Linked DNA regions of Gossypium hirsutum: all the other regions are linked to region 2. A link is a contact called in public Hi-C data. All regions are on one chromosome and are shown on one strand. The core of a region is the stretch at or near the end of the contact, and the rest is flanking DNA. Distances in the headings are between cores, read along the strand shown. Region 1 holds the start of LOC107897923 (calcium uptake protein, mitochondrial). Region 2 holds the start of LOC107913058 (NEDD8 ultimate buster 1). Region 3 holds the start of LOC107897924. Region 4 holds the start of LOC107912587 (protein PHOX1).

Region 1 (4,708 bases), core at 338-2,837, 180 kb before region 2:
TCGTACCCCATAACATGGTGTAAGATTACTTTTTTTTGAATACCTAGCATCTACCACATATTATTTGGGTTCATTATGCAAATATTTTGTAATTTTAATTATAAAAAACTTATATAAACTTAATTTGGAAAAAAAATTAAGCTATGTTATAATCTTTTTTATACATAAAATAAGTAAAAATAATATATAGTATATAAACTTTATAAAAGTTTTCAGCAATTTTCATAATACTTCTTATAAATAATATAATTTTTTATCATAACTTTAGAAAATTACTTTTGAACACCTTTTTTATACATAAGTATATTAGTTTTTATAATTTATATAGCATGGACAAATAAATAAATTATGCACATATTTTTTAGCTATAACTTTTTATAAATAAGTATATTATAATACTTCTTATAGAACCCAAATTATTTTTTATAATATACTTTTTGGCTATAACTTTAGAATTTCGTTTAGGGTTTATATTATATTATTTTTTGCTATAACTTTATAAAATATACACACATTATTTTTATAATATAATTTTTTAGGATTTATAATATAACTTTAGAAATTTTTGTCATAACCATCACAACCATTCATACTTGTTTATGTTTATAATATAATTTTCATAACTTAAACTTGTATAAAAAAATACTTTTTTAAAGTTAAATCATGTATGAGTGTTTGGAAAGCCATAAGATAATTAGATTTTGGTATAATTATTCGTGTAATTACTCCAATTCTTACCCAGTTGTTCATGAATTAAGTAAAAGTATTAGCTCTAAAATGCTCATTCAAGAAAAGTTCTAAAAAAATTAAATTTAGCTTTAGGTGATTGCGCTGAGTAAGTTTTTTTTTGCTCTTCGAATGAAAATGCTCACTTTTTTTTTTGATTTTGTTTTTAAGTTTTCCACTTTTTATGTGATTAGTATGGTTGAGAATGTTTATTTCCACAAATTAAAGGTTATGGTTATGGCTGTGGTAGTGATTTTAGGGGACGAGATGCAACTTTAGGATAGGACAGTGAAATGTGAGTATGCTGTAGATGTAATTATTTGTGATATAAAAGCATGTTTCCAACCATAAGTTTAGATGGTGGCTGATTAGGGTTTTCATTTCTCACTTATTCATCTTTCTCATATAGCTAAATCAGCTTGACTATTAAAAGGTCATGTAAATCAAAGGCTAATCTTTTGTTTATTATTTTATTATACATTTGTAACCAAGTATTGATGTTAAATTTTGGAATGTTGGCTCTACGTGTAGACATGCATTATGGTTTTACAAATTATGTTGGAATTTATAGAGAATAATCATTCAATTAAGCTTTATTCCAGTTTAACAAACCAAACATATCGGGAATGGGTTGAGATAAAAGGGATAAGCTTTATTCCGACAGATTTTTTCCTGTTGTCAGTTAATGAAAATGATCATGTTCGCTTGGTAAGAGAGAAAATCGGATCTAAAATGGAGAAACGAACAAAATCATCGAATATTAACCATATGGTATTATAGTAGTAATCAAAATCGGCCGCCAATTTTCTCGGTCAAAATTATCCCAACTTTCTATAAATTCTATTATCATCACCAAAAACAAAATAGCACCGATTCACCCAAAGCATACGATAAGCGAAACCGTAATATGTTCTCTTTGCCATCTCTCAGGAAATCCTCACCATTAATCAAACAAGTGGTTGCTAATCAACGGTCGAATAGTGTTCGTCCGGTGTTTAACCAATCAAAGGACTCTTCTTCTTCATTTTTGAGCTTGTTGAAGAAACCTTCCTCTGCTGGTGGGTCCACTGCCGCCGGTGACAAAAACAGTGGGGGAGACCAACTGTTGAGATCAGTCTCTACTGGGGTTTTGATTGCTGGCTCTACTTTAGGCTTTTGCTACTTTTCTCGGTCTTCTTTTGATAGCAATTATTGGGTTTCTTTTGCGGATGCCCCTAATGGGGCAACATGGGCCCCTGATAGCGTTGCTGATCAGTTCGAACATGGGATTCCCGACAAGAAATCCAAGTATCTCTTTGGAGGTAGTCTTGTTGAACTGATGAAGCATCGATTTTAAATCCTTTGCTGGAAATTACGTGTTTAATCTTTTCTCTTTTTAAATTAATGTTTCAGAATCATACAGGAGAAGAGTCTTCTTCAATTATGAGAAACGCATAAGGTTGCAAAGTCCCCCTGAAAAGGTTTAAAAAAAAAAAACATTTACAATGTTGATTACATAATATTTTCTATTAGGCAAGTGCTTAGAGATAATCTGAGAACCAAAATAAAATGCCATTTAACTAAGAATTGTGTCTATGAATCAGGTGTTCGATTACTTTGCATCGTATAGCACTCCGGAAGGAGATGTTCTTATGACACCGGGGGATTTGATGCGGGCACTGGTCCCTGTATTTCCTCCCTCGGGATCAAATCGTGTTCGAGAGGGTTCTCTGAGAGGGGAATGGGTAAAGCCTGGGGAGTTACATTGTCCCCCTTCCAAATTTTTCATGCTTTTTGATACCAACAATGATGGACTCATCTCTTTTCCAGAGTAAGTTTCCAACTGTTTATTCATATCTAATAGTAATACACTATAATTAACTCGTCCGTAATCATTTCTCCTGTGTCACACTTGCAGGTACATCTTCTTTGTTACACTTCTTAGCATCCCTGAATCAAGCTTCTCAGTTGCTTTTAAAATGTTCGACCTTGACCATAACGGGTGTGTGTTACTTCTAACAAGGTTCGATGCTCACTTGTTTGACAAAATACTAACAATAATAATATTTTGATTACAAACAGAGAAATAGATAGGGAAGAATTCAAGAAAGTGATGACATTGATGCGATCACAAAATAAGCAAGCGGCTCGCCACAGGGATGGACTGAGACTTGGCCTTAAAGTTGCAGAGCCTGTAGAAAATGGGGGCTTGGTAGAGTATTTCTTCGGACAAGATGGCAAGACTTGTCTAAAGCACGACACATTTGTCCAGTTTTTAAGAGATTTACATGAGGAAGTATGTGTCACTCAAAACAATCAGTTTGACTTATTACTTGGAAAGCAAGCAACTGATTTCTACCTTTGAATGTTGTAGATTTTGAAGTTGGAGTTTTCCCATTACGACTACAAGGTACATGGAACAATATCAGCTAAAGATTTCGCATTGTCGTTGGTGGCCTCTGCTGATATTAGCGACATAAGTAAGCTGCTGGATCGTGTTGATGAAATCGACAAGGAGTCACATCTTAAAGATGTGCGGATTACTTTTGAAGAATTCAAAAGTTTTGCTGAGCTACGAAAAAAGCTTCAACCGTTTTCGCTAGCGATTTTCAGTTATGGAAAAGTAAATGGGGTGTTAACCAAGAAGGATTTCCAAAGAGCTGCATCCAAAGTATGTATTGCAAACTATCTTAGTTCAAGTAAATGGGGTGCTTAGATGTTTTGACATTTTAATTACCTATTATTCTTTTGTGAATACTAATGGTGCATGTTGTTGGGAAACTGTTGAAGGTATGTGAAGTATCCTTAACTGATAACGTGGTAGACATAATATTCCATGTGTTCGATACAAATCGAGATGGGAGTTTAAGCTCAGATGAGTTTGTGAAAGTAGTACAGAGACGTGAACGGGACGACTCTCAGCCTAAAGCAGAGTCGAAGGGATTGATATCTTGCCTGCTAAGTTGTGCAGCAAAATGATCCAATTCAAAGCTGTTTCCTTTGATTTGTGAGATGATCATCATCTTACAATGTATTGGAAGATATATATACTTTACTGAGTCAAACAAGGCAGATCAGTTGCTTCTTGAAAATCAAAACCTATTGTTGTTATGGATACCAGCCAAGGTGAATGAATGGTCATCCGTAGCCTCTCATATATATATATATATATTATGGATAATAATAAAAAATCTCATTTCATCGTATGCTTTCCTTGAAGTAAATGAATCTCCTCTATATATAATACATGGATAACAATAGGTGTATATATTATATTTTTCTACGAGTTTTTATATATGTAAAAATCATGGATTGTCTTGTAAACTAGTTCCTTCGATGAATAAATAGAACTTTGCCCATTTTGATATTTTTCTTGTCAAATAAATGGACTCTCTTGACTGTAATAGTTTCCCTGTTTCAGATAGTTAAATGATAGGGAGATAAAAACATTTCTTTTATGAAAATTAAGGAAAAGGCGAGTGAATAATTCTATTATTGTTTTTAATTTAATTTTTTTTATGTATGTTTATCAAGTTTATGAAAATGGTTATTTTATATTATTTGTTTTTCACTAGTTTTTAACTATAAAAAGAGAGGAAAATCTACTACTTTTTCTTTGTCATGGATTTTAAAATTTTATGAGAAAAGTTTGATTGTTTGTTTATTAAAATACAAAACTGTAATGGAAATGTTTGATTGTAATCATCACTATGACTTGAGATTACGAAAACTATGCAAACAAAAATACAAAAACCACCAAGATTTATTTATGCTGTTCGATTGATTCACACTCTGTCATTCGCTAGGTATAAGGATCTCGTCTTTGTACTTAAGAATTAGAATACTCACTCCTTAGGTATAGTGATTTCGACGACCTTGCGTCGTCTTTAGCTACACACGAAAATTCTAATAAAACAACATCAAATTTCATTCAATTCATATCCAAATACAAAGTCATATATATATTTTATTTTATTCAATTTAGTCCCTATACTCAGGATAT
Region 2 (5,164 bases), core at 1,721-4,220:
CTGTTACTAAATTATTTGTATCTTAAGCTACATAATTTCGAATTAAGATCCGCAAATTTTACCTGAAACTAGACTCACATATTTTCTTACCATAAAATTTTTAGAATTTTTGGTTTAGCCAATAAGTAAAGTTTATTCTTTAAATTTTCCTTTACTCTACTGTCTAGCAGTTTTGACCTTTTTGTACTAAAAATTAATTATCTTCTCGTACAGATTTTGGACAATGTTCCTGTTTGTATATCTTGAAAATAGACTCATTCAAGATTTTAAAAACATAAAATATAACCCATAATTATTTTTATACAATTTTTAATAATTTCAGAAGTCAGGACAGGGGATTCTGAAATTATCCTGACCCTGTCTCACTAAAATTCCATTTTCTCATAATATGAAATTCTTTTTCTTACTCTGTTTCTTCTATGAGTAACTAGACTCAAATATATTTAATCCCATATTTTTTTCACCCACTAACTCGATTCCTACAATTTTTGGTTATTTTTTTAAAATTAGCCTACTATTGTTGTCCAAACAACAAGTAATATCAGCTTTTCGCTGAATCCCTTATTTTTGTGTTTCGAGTACACACCTGGTATCGATTGATGCTACAACAATCCCCGAGAACTTCAGAACCTATAATTGACCAATTCCACTCAATTTATCACTTAATCGATCGAACTAAATCTAAATCTGAAACGAGAAACGCATCCCTTAAGCGATGAAAAGCTTACCCCAGAACCTCGAAACAGTTGGTTAAGTAATAGCACAATGAGACCTTTAATCCACGCGGATGCTACTACCAAACTTCACTAACCCCCGAACCAAAGTTGGAAAAAAATCGTAAGTTAGAGAGAGCAAAAACTCTACTTACCAGAACGTGCGACGAAAATTGACCCAACGAAACGAATGTGTGGTAACCAACAAAAGAGACAGAAACAGAAAGAATAATGGAAAGAAAAAATTCATGTTTGACAACATAAAAACAAAAGGTGAAGAAAGGGAGAAGAGATGGCATTAGAAAGGTGGAGAGTTTTGAGAAAATCAAAATTTTACAAAAAGAAAACGATAATACTTAGAAAATTTGATAACCCCAAAATCCACTTCCCTAAATTCTTTCTACCAAACTGCCACTACTCAGATTTCCAATACAACTCAAACTCTCCAACTGACGAGCAAATAAAAATATATTTGTCCTTACACTCATGCAAGGATTCAAACTTCTAACCCTCTGCCAACCAACACTTCTTTTAACCACCAGACCAGCAGGCTCATTTTGGTAAGTACTTACAAACTTTTAATTAAAAGCCTACTAGCTAGAAATAGGGGTTAAGTCAGAAAAATACTAAAATTTGCCAAAGTCAAGACTTGAACTCAAGACCTCCCAGACTCACTTAAAGCACTTAACCACAAATGCCGATACACAATTGTGTCATATTTTCACAATAACAATAATAAGAATTTTGGGACGTTACATTTTTATATTTTATTAAATTTTATTATTTTATTGTTATTTTTTTCTAATTTTTAATAAGAGCAGGGGCTTAATTGCTATTTTGAAAAAAATTGAGGGTCTTTTTGGTATATTTTGAAAGTTTAAGTACCCAATTGAGTGAAAAAATAGCAGGGATTTAATTGCTTTTTTTAAAGAAGTTTGAGGGCCTTTTTGATGCATTTTGAAAGTTCAAGTGCTCAATTAAGTGTAAAAAATAAGAAGGGGCTTAATTGCTTTTTTGGAAAAAGTTTGAGGGCTTTTTACACCTTTAAGCCAAAATTAATTGAATAAGTTAAATTTTGAATCGTAACTAGAGGTGAGTTAATCGAATTGAGTTATTTGATTTTTTCGAGTCAACTCAAATAAGTAATTCGAGTTCTAATCGAGTTGAATTTTATAATTTGAATAACTAGAATAATTCAAATAACTGATTGGTGTATATACCCATTTGGTCCCTGTCAGTTTTGAAAATGAGCAAATTAGTCTCTTTCTCTCAACAAAAATTACAAAAAAAGTAAAAATCAAAATATTTATAAAAATTTCAAAATTTATATTTTTTGAAAAATTATTCAAATTTAAAAAAAAATCTAAGGAATATATAAAGAAAGTTAAAATTTTAAAATTTTTCTAAATTAATACTTTGGGACCTAATTAATTAACGATTTAAGTTTATTATCTTATTTTACTTTGAATTTTTTTCAAATATATATGACTGAAACAGTTTCCTTCGATTTGACTCAAATCGAAAAAATTTTAATTTGAGTTACAATGAGAAAACATGACTCATCAACTCGATTAACTTAAATTTTTTTACTCGATTTGATTTGATTCAATTCGACTGAACGCTCAACCCTAATCACAACTCATAGTTGGGAGTATTACAAAGTAAGACCACGTGGAAACCAAAGTAGAAGTGGAATTAAAAATAGGTTCAATTCTTCTATTAATCACTGTATTTTGTAAAAGTTATGGATTTAATCTATGTACTTTTCATATTTAAAATTTTCAGTTCTCACCAAATAGTAATTGTTAAATTCATTAGGTAGAGTTCTACTATTCCTAAAATTTGATGTGCATTATAATATGTATAATGCCATTTTAGCTTATTATTTCTCCGTATTACTTACTAAAAAATCAGTTAATGGATTAACGATTATCATTTGCGTTAAGACTGAAATTTTAAAATTTGAAAAGTATAGGAATTTAAAATGATCCATTTGGAGAAAATAAACTAAATCTATAGCTGTACATATAGTACATGACTAGTAATTGAATTTAACCAAAAAATTTAATTGATATTGTTTGGGCCACGACTAACACTTCAAATTTAAAAAGTACAGGACTAAAAGTGATCAATTCAAAAAAAAAAAAGATCAAATTGATAAAAAAGTATAGGGACTAAATTTTCAACTCTCGTAAAGTACAAGGGACTAATAGCAGAATTTAACCATAAAAATTCATGAACTTGCTCACTAAGATACCGTTGAACTTTACTATCTGTTTCTCTACAACCTCTATATATACACATAAGACGCCCCGTCCTCACTGGAGAAGTCTTTACCCTTTCTCACATTCGACTTTTTATTCCTTTCTTGCAAGGGAGAACAGGAAATTATATTGTGGGATGGCGAAATTGAGGATCGCAGGGACATGGGTAGGGGTGATAGACTTAGAATTGGAGAATTGGACGGTGGCAATGCTGAGGGAAGAGGTCGCCAAACGATCAAATGCCCAACGTCCTGACTCTATCAACCTTATATCTGCTGGTAAAGTTTTGAAAGATGGCGATGGCTCTCAAAACTTAACCCAATTGGGTATCAGAAACAATGCTAAGATTCTTGCCACCCGTGTCTCCGTTGATGAAGGCAAGTCCTTGGAACAAGAATTGATGGCCGAGGAAGAACGCTCTCGCAGACTTGCTCGAGTCAAGTGAGTCTTTTTGGTCAACTCTCTCCTTTTCTCTCGCCCTTTGTTTTCTTTTAAATGCGTAATTAATAGTATTCAATATTTCTGTATAAACTGAGTGCTTTTTTTTTCTTTTTAATGGTTGATTGGGTTCTTGGTTTTATTGAAATTCTGGGTTTAATCGAAGTTACCAAATTTATTCTTATAATAAGGAAATTTATGATTACGTTCATTCTTTTAGGGTTTAGGGTTATCAATCATATATTATTATGCCAAAAGGAATTGTGTTCTTGGGATGTATAAGTATTTCCATGTAGTTGATGGAATTGTAGTATTTTTCTGTCTTAGAATCATTGTGGTACTGTATTTTGAAGTCTATGATTAAATTGATAGTGTCAAATGTTAGTATTTTGCAGTGTTTGAGTCTTTGAGAGATGTTGGTCCTTTATGGTTTACCTTAAGTTGAGATGATATCAAGCGTCTACTGTTGTTTTTCGAAGTGGGGGAATACTCTGAAAAATGCGTCTTCCTCTTTGAACGTTTTAGATGGACCAAAGACTTCCATCTTACCTTTGAAAAGTTTAATGGATGCTACAGTTTTACAGTTTTACAGTTTTCCTGCATTATGAAATGATCATCTTTTCAAGATTCGGTGGGATGGATAATAGTTCCTTTCTGTTCATTTTGTAAGTACCATTGCATATCGTTTTGCAAATTAACGAGTGACTAATCCATAGTTATCTCTATGGGCAGGGCAGCAGCCACTGCACTTTCCAAGAGACATGTAGATGGTTCACTACCAATTGAAGACTTCAATATTGAACTTGAAAACCAGGGAGGGCAAAAAGTACAATTAGGAACTGAGACTGATCAGCGGTATGTCAATTTTCCCTAGGGTATTAAGACATTTGACCCCATTTTTTAAACTGAAGTAAGTTATGAATGGTCTTTAAACAGGGCAGTGATGATGGGTCTGATGCTTCATGAAAATGCAAAGAATCTACTTACGAGACAACTGTATAAAGACGCACTGGAAGTGCTTACCATGGGTGAGGTCAGTCTCTAGTATCCTTCCTCATTTGCTTCTACAGTACTAAACTTTTCTTGTTTGAATCTGGATTCTTAGAGTAGCAGCTGATAAACTTTCTTGTCTGCTATGTTAATCAGACTTGGGGGATGAGTGTTAGATACAAATATGCCTTTGACATGGATATAATAAATCTTTCCAAGTTTTCCATATATTTGGAGGGTTGTATCTCTGCATCCACGTCTAGATATGTAACTGGACATGTGATTTAGGGAAAAGAGTCCGAGAAACATAGCTTGTTAACAAAGATAATAATTTGGTTAAGGTGAAATATTTTTCTTTGAGTTTGACAATTAATTAATATAAGTTCTATATTCTTTCTTGTAGGAGGCTTTCTCACTTTGTGATCCCAAGGTCCTTGAGGTAAGATATTCCTTCTTAGAATTGAAGAAGGTTCTTTTTCTGAATAACTTAACCCATGCTGTGTTTCAGATTTTTGTTTAGGGATATAACTAAAAGTTGATTTAGCCTTTAGTTAATCCTTATATGATCTTAAACATGCATATGTTATTTGAATAATTGCATGCTTGTTCTTTAGATTTGAATCAACTCAATATCCTATACACTTTAGCTGTATGTGCTTGCTTGCAGTTTATTGACAATGTACCGATACTGCAAATAGACATGGTGTGGTGCTATTTCTTGCTTCGAGACATCAGTTGGCTTTCAGTTGCAGGAATACG
Region 3 (4,847 bases), core at 607-3,106, 230 kb before region 2:
TTTTGATCAGCTTTTGCCAAGTTCTATCAAAACTCTGGATCCTTGCAAAACAAGCAAACGTGTAGCCTTTAACCATGCTTTTTATATGTGCCAGTAGGCTGTGGCCCCTTTGTTTAAATGAACAGACAGAAAGTTATATTTGTATTTATAGACAAGAATTTAAAGAATGTAGATGCCGAGAGTTACCAACATTTAGTTAAATTGAATAAGAGAGGTTGGTAATGATCGCAACTTTTGAGACACTTGCAGGCAGATGAAATATAACACTATTGTTTTACAGAGCAGCTAAATCAAACTTGTTTGCTACTTGTGAAGCAGCTAGTTAATGTCTGCACCTCAAAACTTTACTTTCAAGCAACATAGAACAGCGTTCTTACACTACTGAAAATATGGAAATCACCTAGAAGAATCTGGTTCCTTGTATTACTGCTCATTTTCATACCATTGCTCAGGATATCAGCAAATGAAACTAAGAATAGTTGGTTCAGGAACTTGTTCCCAAACAGTTGCAAACTCAGAAATTAGAAGAAAGCTCACAGCACACAATCTATGGTTTATTTTTCTTTTTTCATTACAAGGACATGAAGGTTTCCAAAATGAAGGATTTTACAACTCAAAAACATCCTACCAAACCATAAATTTCGAAAATTTAGCTGAAATGAACTCAAAATGAGTATAAAACTATGAGATGCGTGTTGATGATAAATAAAACCGTCCAACACGACTTTAGTATACTAATTTTGGGACACCCTAACCTTATATCAGAATCAGGTTCAGATGCAAAGGCATATAGGGAAGCCCCTCTGAGTGGAAGGAAACATCTGAATGACATGTATCTTACCTTTCCACTGAAAACTATGAAAGACATGTCGTGAAGTCAAGTGGGTTTCATGTCCTGAAACATTGCAGCCCATAATGTCTGATCACCATAGTCCCTGCCTGTCTTTTCCTTGTAGTAGTCACCATGAATCTTTGGGCTTGGAGGTCTTACATAAGTAAGAGGTGCTGATAGTTTTGGGCTCCTATTTGTTGTGAGAATCAACCTCTCTTGTGCAATTGCAATATCAATAGGACCAGATGTCACAGGGCTCTTATAGTTGAACACCAGATTCTCCTGCATTTTTCTGTCTAGTGGCCCTGACAATTTTAGGCTCCTAGGAGGGGCAAGCAACTTCTCTTGTACTCTACAATCCAGGGGGCCAGATTTTGCTATCTTCCTGGTTCTCCGCACTGGCTGCTCAATGTTCACCTCCTTCTCACTGTTGCACTTCCTTGTCAATCCTCCTCTCCACTGATCTCGATAACGACCCGGCTCCGGCAGCAGCTTAATCGAGTTATTCTCATGGTGAACCAACTTGTTAACATACTTGTTAAAGCTCTTTCTGGTTTTGTTGATTGCCAAAATGAGCTTGGACAGGCTATTAGGGGTTTCTCCAACTTCCTTCCTAGCAAGCTTGAGAATCTCAAGCCTATGCTTGGCAACTGATATGCCCATGCTCTGAAGAAACTCATGATTGAAGTAGGCTAAATCCTCTTTTTGAAGCTCATTACGGGAGAAGGCAAGGCCATAGTCATAGATAAGTGAGGGCTCAAGGGCAGTTTTTGACAACCAAGAGTACCAATCCATGGCAATGGAGCTTGGCTTATGCCATAGGACGCTGAAAAGATTGGAGGTTTGCGGTGTTGTAATGGTTTCACGTGGGTGGTCCAACCCTCCAAGGGGGTATATATAAAAAAGAGATAAGAAAGGTGAAAGAGTAAATAAATGTGGTGGGTGTATAGGGATTGTGAACTCTCTCTCTCTCTCTCTGGTTGCTCTAATAGAAATTTGAGAATGACACCAAATGAAATAGTGAAATATAAATGTCTTTAGGAACTTACCCACCTTGTTTTTTTATTTTTGTTTTTTTATTGTAGGGTTCCTTTGGGCATTACAATAAACTTTTTCTCCTTTTTCTAGGTCTGGATTACAGGTGCATATTGGCGTTAAGCTTAAGGCGCTGGCAAAAAGGACTTAATGATGTAGGCTAGGCTGACCTTTTTCCCATAAACATGATAGGGAATGGTTGCTTAAATATGGCCCATAACTTTCAACCAACAGCCTCTTTATCTCAGAATTTAATCTTTGCTATGCCTACCTAATTTGCCTGTTTCAGTTAACACACTGATTCATTTGGAAGAACCGTACGTTCACAAAAATTTTAGATTTCTTGTGATGAAATTTTAGTTCGACGCTATTAAAAGATGTAACTGTGATTTATTGATATTTGGTCACTGTTATGAGCAATGGTTAGTGTAGAGCTTAAAAGCTATTGATATTTGGTCACTGTTATGAGCAATGGTTAGTGTAGAGCTTAAAAGCTACAAGGACCAACAAAAATGGTGACATTGAAGGTTATTTAATTCAATAACCTACCCAAAAATGATGAGCCAATCATAAACAGTTAAAAATCATATATATTGTATCTGGGATCTGTGGGAAAACATGTTTTTAGTGAGCAGGTATGTATGAATTTCGGTGAAAAGGACCTAAAATTCAGATAGAGGTTTGAAAAAGGATATCCTTAAGCATATGAAACACAACAGCTTTAACCCGAATATAGGAATATACACTTAACATGAATATAGTCAATTTATAACTTAATGCATGCTGAACGCAATTATTAGTATTTTGGTTGAATTAATCAAATTTGGGTAGTGGACCGAATAAAGCATTTCAAAATAATAAAGAGGCAGCTAAGAAAGCAGTATTTATGGAGGAGAAATGCAAGGGTGGGTAAAGCGTATCAAATTTTATGTCTCCATCTGTTTCTTTTAGACTGCTTTGGGGTGCACTGAATTTAAATTATAAAAAGTTCTAATTCACTTTTTTTTCTTTTTTTTTATGAAACAAGGTTTTTAAATTCTGATTAATAGTCCAACTGGTTATACCATTAATTTTTAATTTAATTAGTTTGCCTAATATAATTGAATAAATTATCTAAAAAATTATAATTTTTAAAAAATAAAACATATTGATTCAACTCTTTATTTTGAATTGATTGATTTCTAATCCAATCGACCCGACTAATCGGTCTTTTTAAAAACAATATATAGATATTAAAATTGCCTTAAGGTTCAACGAAGTTAATGCTGTATCATTTCTTTAATGAGATCTTTAGGTATCATTGTTCAAATTTGGAATTGAATCAAACAAAATTTTCCCAACACTAATTTTTTTCAACTCCAACCTCAAACTTTAGAATTCAATCAAGCAGACACTGGTGTTAGCGCTCTTCATTTGCCTCTGTCCTTTTCTGGAAAAGAAAAGAGTTTGTGCGGACTGCTGAAAGAAGGAAAAAAGAAAAAGAAAAATCACCAATTTCATTTAAATATAGCATTTATGTTTTCCTTTTTTGACACCATTATCAAGAAAAATCTTCACTTTTTTTCCCGCGTTTCTTAATTAGCAAATGTATCAATTGTTAATTGAAAGGTAGATAGTGAAACATATAAAACGATAATAATTTGCGATAATTTAATTTTGCAAAATTACTTGTGCTATTGGAGGAGCCGAAAGCATTGTACAATGACATTATATAATATAGTTTCATCAAAATAAAGAAACTAAAGGGTTGCCATTCAGCAAATTAACTCTCAATTTTGGAATTGATAGTCCCTAGAAAAAGCAAAAGCTTTGTCCATGCTGCATTATTTAATTTATTTATATATTGATTTGATTTAGAATATTGAAATTTCAGAAGTCAATATGTTGAGGATTTAGATATACCTAACATGATCTTAGCAAACTATAGACCTGACCTATTTTCTTTATAAAAGATAATGAGGTATATCTAACCCATTTATGGTTTAATGTTACCTTTGAATTTACTTATTTTTTATACCGAGTATAATAAGGGAGGAAAATAAGGAGTAGGTTACGGTGGTGGAATGGAGGTTGGTTCATTTAAGAAGGTCAAGAGTTGGAATAATGACAAGAGGACAGAATGATTAAGGAGATAATTACTCAGAGTGACTTTAGAGTGCTAGGGCATCGATCCCTTCTCCATATTTCTTCAGGGTATTTAAAGGAGAGGTTGTAACACCCCTTGTAATGATCTGATAGTCAGGGGTGTCGGAAGTGCATTCTCGGGACTCCAATCCCGTAAATTGGACTCGTAAATATTTATGAAAAATATTTACGAAATTAATTATATAGTTAATTAGGTTTTGGTTAAGTGAATTTGCATGAATTAAAACTTATTAAGTATAAGGACCAAATTGCGTATAGGGTGAAAGTTGAATTATAGATTAAAAATTAATTAAGGGATTTAAATAGCAAATATACATTTAATCTTAGTAGTGGACGGCATTAATGGTTCATATTGTTTATTTTATATGTTAATCTAATATATATATGTATTATAAATATGTTTTCATTAAATTAATCTTTATATATGTATTAAAGTAACTTAATAATAATAGTTATTATAATAAAATAAACTATAATAAAACAAATAGGTAATAAAAGAAATAGAAAGCCATGCAAACTAAGAAAGAAAAAGAAAGAAAAGAAAGAAAGGGAGAAAGGAGAGAACGCAGGTACTTCTATGTTTTCAAACGTCAATTGGTTAGTCAATTTAGTCTCCTTTTCTTATAATTTTTATATTTTTGGAATTCCGGTACTTAGGGCCACCCGACCATGTTGAAATTTTAGCAATTGTTAAGATTTTAAATATTGTTAATGTTGGCTAGTTTTAGTATTAGGGATTAAATTGATAGATTTTTAAGCTAGAAATGAAAAAGGATTAAATTGTAGAACAAATAGTAAATTTTGAGTAATAGGGACTAAATTGTGAAAAATTCAA
Region 4 (5,154 bases), core at 2,486-4,985, 130 kb after region 2:
AAAATAACTGCAAAGTCACAATATGTTCCGCAGGTCGGGCTTTTTGCTCCTATGCTCATCTCTCATGTCCAAACTGTTTAAATCAAGAGTTTGGCTCGCCAATTTAGCCCACTGTGAACTTTGTCCTTTAGCAATAGGCTCTCTCACTTGCTTGACAAACAACATATGACACTGTGTCACAGTTCGCTGATCAGATCGTAGGAATCCAACTCCAATATTTGTCGGAAACTTAATTTTCATATAGAACGTTGCAATCACCATCTTTGTCATCTTATTACCGGTCTTCTGAAGATGGCGTTGTATGCCATTGGGTGATTTTCAACGTGAAACTAAACATATTTTGTGGTTGTCTGCTCTCCATTTTCTAAGGTGATTGGCAATGTGATTGATCATTTCACCTCAACGGGATGGTTTGCAAAACCATACAATGGACTAGCCTTGAACCGCACCTGTTCCTTTAGTCCCATCTTTTGATACGCATCCTAAGATAGCACTTCCACTATTTACGAGTATTCTTTTGAACTTGAAACCCACGACTGTCGTTGAAACCACTATCAGATCGTTTCCTTCCTCATTTCGGACCAGTTCCTCGTCATTATTGCCAAACTCAACTTTTATTTTTCTATTTTTGTGACCTCTTAGGAGCATTGATGGATATCACACTTCTCATGCGTGCCATCTTCTTCACATTGGAGTATGGCCAATTTCGTTTGTGCTTTAGGTGCCTCTAACCTTTTGTTTACTCATGGGATCGTTGCGCAAGCTTTAACCTTGTTGAGGGCCACTCTGATTTACGAATTCTGTGAGCTCGCCATCTATAATGTCTTTTAATGTGAAATAATTTTCGATTTTATGTCACATGTCGTTGTGGTAAGCACATCGATCTCTCGAGTTCATCCTTCTCCCGATGCTCCTCATTGGAGATGGCTTGTGTAAGATGCCAAGGTTTCTGACTTGGTTGAGGATGTAGATACGTGTGGCGTTTAAATGGGTGTAAGTTACGAACCTTCCTTGAGGAACATATCTTCTAGCGTGGTTTTGCTGAGGTCTCTAGAGAGCTCTGAACGTATCACTTTGGGGCTAGTTCCTCTGTGGCATGTCACTTTTTACTCGCAATGATTGGTTAAGGGGCCTTGCTTACTAAAAGGACCATTCTTGTTTCTGGACTGTCTGTCTTCCCTCTAAAAGGTGGCGTGCGATGCTCGTTTAATCTTCTTTACTTTTGCGAACTTCTGAGTTCATTCATAGAGGCCAACCAAACTTTGCAATATGTTATTTGTGAAGGAGTATTGTACATGGTCGTTCTATACCCCCATGATAAAGGTGTATATGGCCCACTGGTCCTCCAAGTTATTCGTGTTTAGGGTCACCGCGTGGAACCTCTTTACATAATCTTGAAGGGCCTCGCATTCTCTTTGTTTCACAGACATGAGTCTCATAAGCTTATTCATAATTTTTCTGTAGGCCTTAAATCTAACCAAGAACATCCATCCCAGTTGCGAGAAGTTTTGAACCGAACCTTGCGGAAGAGACAAGTACCAATCTTTGGCGCTCCCCTTAATTACTATGGAAAAGACTTTACATTTTGTCGCATCTGATGCTCCCAGTACGTTCATGTAGTCATTGTATTGCATCAAATGAACTCACGAGTCCCTTATTCCTTCAAACATGTCTTTCGGGACCTTGAGGTCACTTGGTAGGTCAGTGGGTTATTAGAGCAGAACAGTTAATCCATGTCTTGCGATTCAGGGTGTAATGCTCGTACATCTCTTCGTAACTTGTCTATCTCGTTCTACCATTCCTTAGCCTGGGTGCCTGGGGCCTCGTTCTACGTGTTTATATTATCCTAGAAACTAGAGTTATCAGAATGTACCTTTCTTTATAGCTCCTTGTTCTACTTCAACAGCTCATGTTGAATAGCTTATTGTTGTTCGAATTGTGCCTCTTGAACAACCATCTACTCTCTCATAAGTCTCATTTACTCCTGAAGGGTCAAGAACTGCTACGGGGGTACCTCTTGGTTGAAAGGGAGTGACAACCCTTGACTGGTAGAAATATTCAAGTCTAAAGGACTAAAAGCTCCTCAATAAATTGTGTTGTCGAGGTTTTCTGGTCTATCGGTGAACCATCTGGTGAATAAGTCTGTTTTGTTGTGCCGGTCGCCAAAACCTAACGCTCTGACCTATCCTGGTGAAGAGTTAAGAGGGAAATTTTCACTCTAGTGAGCCATTTGCTTCGAAAATTGAAGAAAACTTAATCAAACTTCAAAAAATTTGATGATTAGAAGTTCGTCTACGCTCACTGCACCAATTGTTGAGTAATATTTTCTCGTATGTTATTGATAGGAGTGTTCGGGTATTTATACATGTTGTTATAGATGTTATTATAGCTTATGATAGGACCTCACTATTTTGTCTTGACTCTGCTATCTCTAGTATTGACATTTTCTGTCTCTAATACTGACATTCTCTGCGAACTCCAAGTTTGCTGAGCACGTGTCTATAGGACAAACGATCCTTTCTGTTCTTGGGATTGACATTCTAGGCAGGCTTCGTACCCGCTAAACATAACGGAGCATGTGGCCCCTACTTGCAAGCTCCTTAGGTCCCTACGAGTTGGGTCTGTGGTCTTGTGTTACGAGCTGAGTCCTTGGCTTTGCCTTGCGTGCTGAGTTTGTGAACTTGCTCTACAAGTAAGGCTCGGGAGCTCGCCTTGCTATCCTCTCGTAGCTCGCTTTGCACCTAATATTCAGGTGGAACCTATCTAGATCATGGATCGAAGACTCGAATCCCTAATAGGACTTGAGTTGATAATTACTAATATATAACACTACTTTTATTACCATATCATTAATTTATTATGTCCATCGCATTAGTTATCACATCACGAGCTTCAATGGAAAAGATGATGTGAACTTGAATGAAAAAGATAATTTCAAGGATTTACAATACGGAATTTTTTTATCATTCAAGGAAAAAATTTGAAATTTTCAGAGTTGCGTAGAGAAGGAGGGCGGAGGACATTGGGATTGTGGCGGTGACTCCTAACAAAAGTAAATAGTCAACATCACGTTTCTGTAGGAATCTTTCTTACCACTTTCCAACAACACTTGTCTTGCCGTTTACCGTTTGCACTCCAACTTGCTTTGGAAGTTGCTTCAGACCCACCACACTTCACGCTTTTTATTTATTACTTATATATGTGGTTGAAATTACAAGACAAACATTTCTATTTTATCATATATTTTAAACATGACTTCTGCCAACCTGCCCTTCAACTTTCAAGCTAAGGAATTCTGAACCTTTGCCACGTGTTTTACTATTCTTTTTTATTGCTTTAATATTTATTTATTTATTTCATAAATAATTTTAAAAAATTGTTTTGTATATTTTTCCTACATACATCAACGATTCAACCTTTAGGATTAAAATTTATAAAACTTCAAACCAAATTTATTAAGCTATTACTAAATAAATATAATTAGATTTTTATAATTATTTGGATTGGAAGTAGCAAAATCTAAAGAAGCTGACAAGTTTATTCTTTAATGACAAATGAAGGTGCCAATAGTCAAAAAAAAAAAATCTCTGCCTTTGGCCGTTTTATCAAACATAGCCAAGGAACCTGGAATCCCTTGGAAAATGGGTCCTTTTTATTTTTTCTGAATTTAAAAAAAAAAACTTAAAGCAATTTGCGTTTGAAATATAGAGGAGGAAAAAAAAAAAAAAACACGCACAGACACACACACACACAAAGAAAGCTTTTTGTGGCGTTCACGTTAAGCTGAAATTCACGTTGTAAAAAAAAAGAAAAAAAAAAAAGAGCAACACTAAAATATAAAACAGAAAACGTTGGTCTGTTTTCTTTTCTTCCGTATTCTCCCTACAACACACACATATTCCATTTTCTCACAAAAACATTATCTTTTTCAATTTTCCTGGAAAAGTTCCACACCTCATTTCCCCTACATAAATAATCCCTTGCCTTCTAATTTCCTTCTTTATTTTTGGTTTTGCATCAAGGTCTTATCTTTCTAGCTGAAACTGAGCCTGCCTATTATTCTGTTTCTCTCTCAACTGGGATTTCTTAATACTTCGTTAAGGGCTGACAGCTTCTAGTTTTGAGGTGGTAAAGATAATATATATTTTTTCTATTCCCATTTTGGTATCTGGGTTTTAATTCTTTTTAGGTGTCTAAGAGCTTTTGTTTTGGTGTGCTTGTCATATCTGCTGTATTTGAACTGGTTTTTGAATCTTTATTCATATTAAAAGTTGTAAAAAGTTTTTAAGTGTTTTAAGGTCTTTTTGGTGGTGGGAGGTTGCTTGTGGTTTTAGCTACTGGGGTTGAGCTTTTTTAAACTTGTGTAAGAAGTTAGTTCAGGACCAGGGTAGGGATTTGTTTTCTTGGTCAGGGTTTCTGGATTGAGTCACGTAATATAGTTGGGGTTGGATTTACAATGGGGAAGCATAGTGGAAAGCACAAGAAGCAAACAGGGGATAATAATGTGAAGCAAAAGAAAGTTGGAGACAATAGTTCGAAATCATATGATTCAGACACGGCAGTTTTCATTGCCATGTCTCAAGAACTGAAAGAAGAGGGGAACAAACTGTTTCAGAAAAGGGACCATGAAGGAGCAATGTTGACATATGAGAAGGCTCTCAAATTGCTTCCAAAGAATCACATAGATGTATGCCATCTTAGGACTAATATTGCTGCATGTTATATGCAGATGGGATTGAGTGAGTACCCCAAGGCTATCCATGAGTGTGATTTGGCATTAGAGGTTACTCCCAAGTATAGCAAGGCACTTGTAAAGAGAGCCAGGTGTTACGAATCTTTGAATAGGCTGGAATTAGCTCTCAGAGATGTTAATACAGTTCTTAACATGGAGCCTAATAATGTCATGGCATTAGAGATTTCAGAAAGGGTAAGAAGCTCACTTGAGAAAGAAGGTTTACCTGTTGAATTGCTTCTAGAATCCGTTGAACCTCCAAGTACTTCGAAAACTCCGAAAGTTGTCAAAGAGAAAACCAAGAAGAAGATCAGCAAAGCTAAAGAATCTGTTGAACCTCCAAAGGGTTCATTAATTTCGGAAGTTGTCCAAGAGAAAACAGAGAAGAAGAACAAGAAAAAGATCTGTAAAGCTGAAGAATC

What was found. Hi-C and Micro-C count contacts between places; a contact is called where the count stands out from the background.
Region 1: a Hi-C map of hypocotyl shows a contact between it and region 2, with 2.2 times the contacts expected there. The contact joins the promoter of LOC107897923 here to the promoter of LOC107913058 in region 2. A contact is called at or near these places in 3 of 34 Hi-C or Micro-C datasets (callus, hypocotyl and leaf).
Region 3: a contact with region 2 is called in a Hi-C map of leaf, with 2.0 times the contacts expected there. The contact joins the promoter of LOC107897924 here to the promoter of LOC107913058 in region 2. A contact is called at or near these places in 2 of 34 Hi-C or Micro-C datasets (both in leaf).
Region 4: a Hi-C map of hypocotyl shows a contact between it and region 2, with 2.1 times the contacts expected there. The contact joins the promoter of LOC107912587 here to the promoter of LOC107913058 in region 2. A contact is called at or near these places in 5 of 34 Hi-C or Micro-C datasets (callus, hypocotyl and leaf).

Annotation. Positions count from the first base shown.
Region 1 is chrD08:24,735,543-24,740,250 of Gossypium_hirsutum_v2.1, reverse strand. It overlaps LOC107897923 (calcium uptake protein, mitochondrial), which reads left to right and starts at 1,587. Exons shown (of 7, transcript XM_016823530.2): 1 at 1,587-2,027; 2 at 2,119-2,186; 3 at 2,310-2,536; 4 at 2,624-2,707; 5 at 2,788-3,001; 6 at 3,080-3,376; 7 at 3,496-4,072. The coding sequence starts at 1,634. The coding sequence ends at 3,684.
Region 2 is chrD08:24,556,748-24,561,911 of Gossypium_hirsutum_v2.1, reverse strand. LOC107913058 (NEDD8 ultimate buster 1) reads left to right here and starts at 2,970. Exons shown (of 11, transcript XM_041099260.1): 1 at 2,970-3,418; 2 at 4,148-4,270; 3 at 4,352-4,448; 4 at 4,809-4,844; 5 at 5,073-5,164. The coding sequence starts at 3,114.
Region 3 is chrD08:24,788,742-24,793,588 of Gossypium_hirsutum_v2.1, reverse strand. LOC107897924 reads right to left here and starts at 1,856. Exons shown (of 1, transcript XM_016823531.2): 1 at 522-1,856. The coding sequence starts at 1,627. The coding sequence ends at 878.
Region 4 is chrD08:24,426,379-24,431,532 of Gossypium_hirsutum_v2.1, reverse strand. LOC107912587 (protein PHOX1) reads left to right here and starts at 3,735. Exons shown (of 3, transcript XM_016840833.2): 1 at 3,735-5,154. The coding sequence starts at 4,457.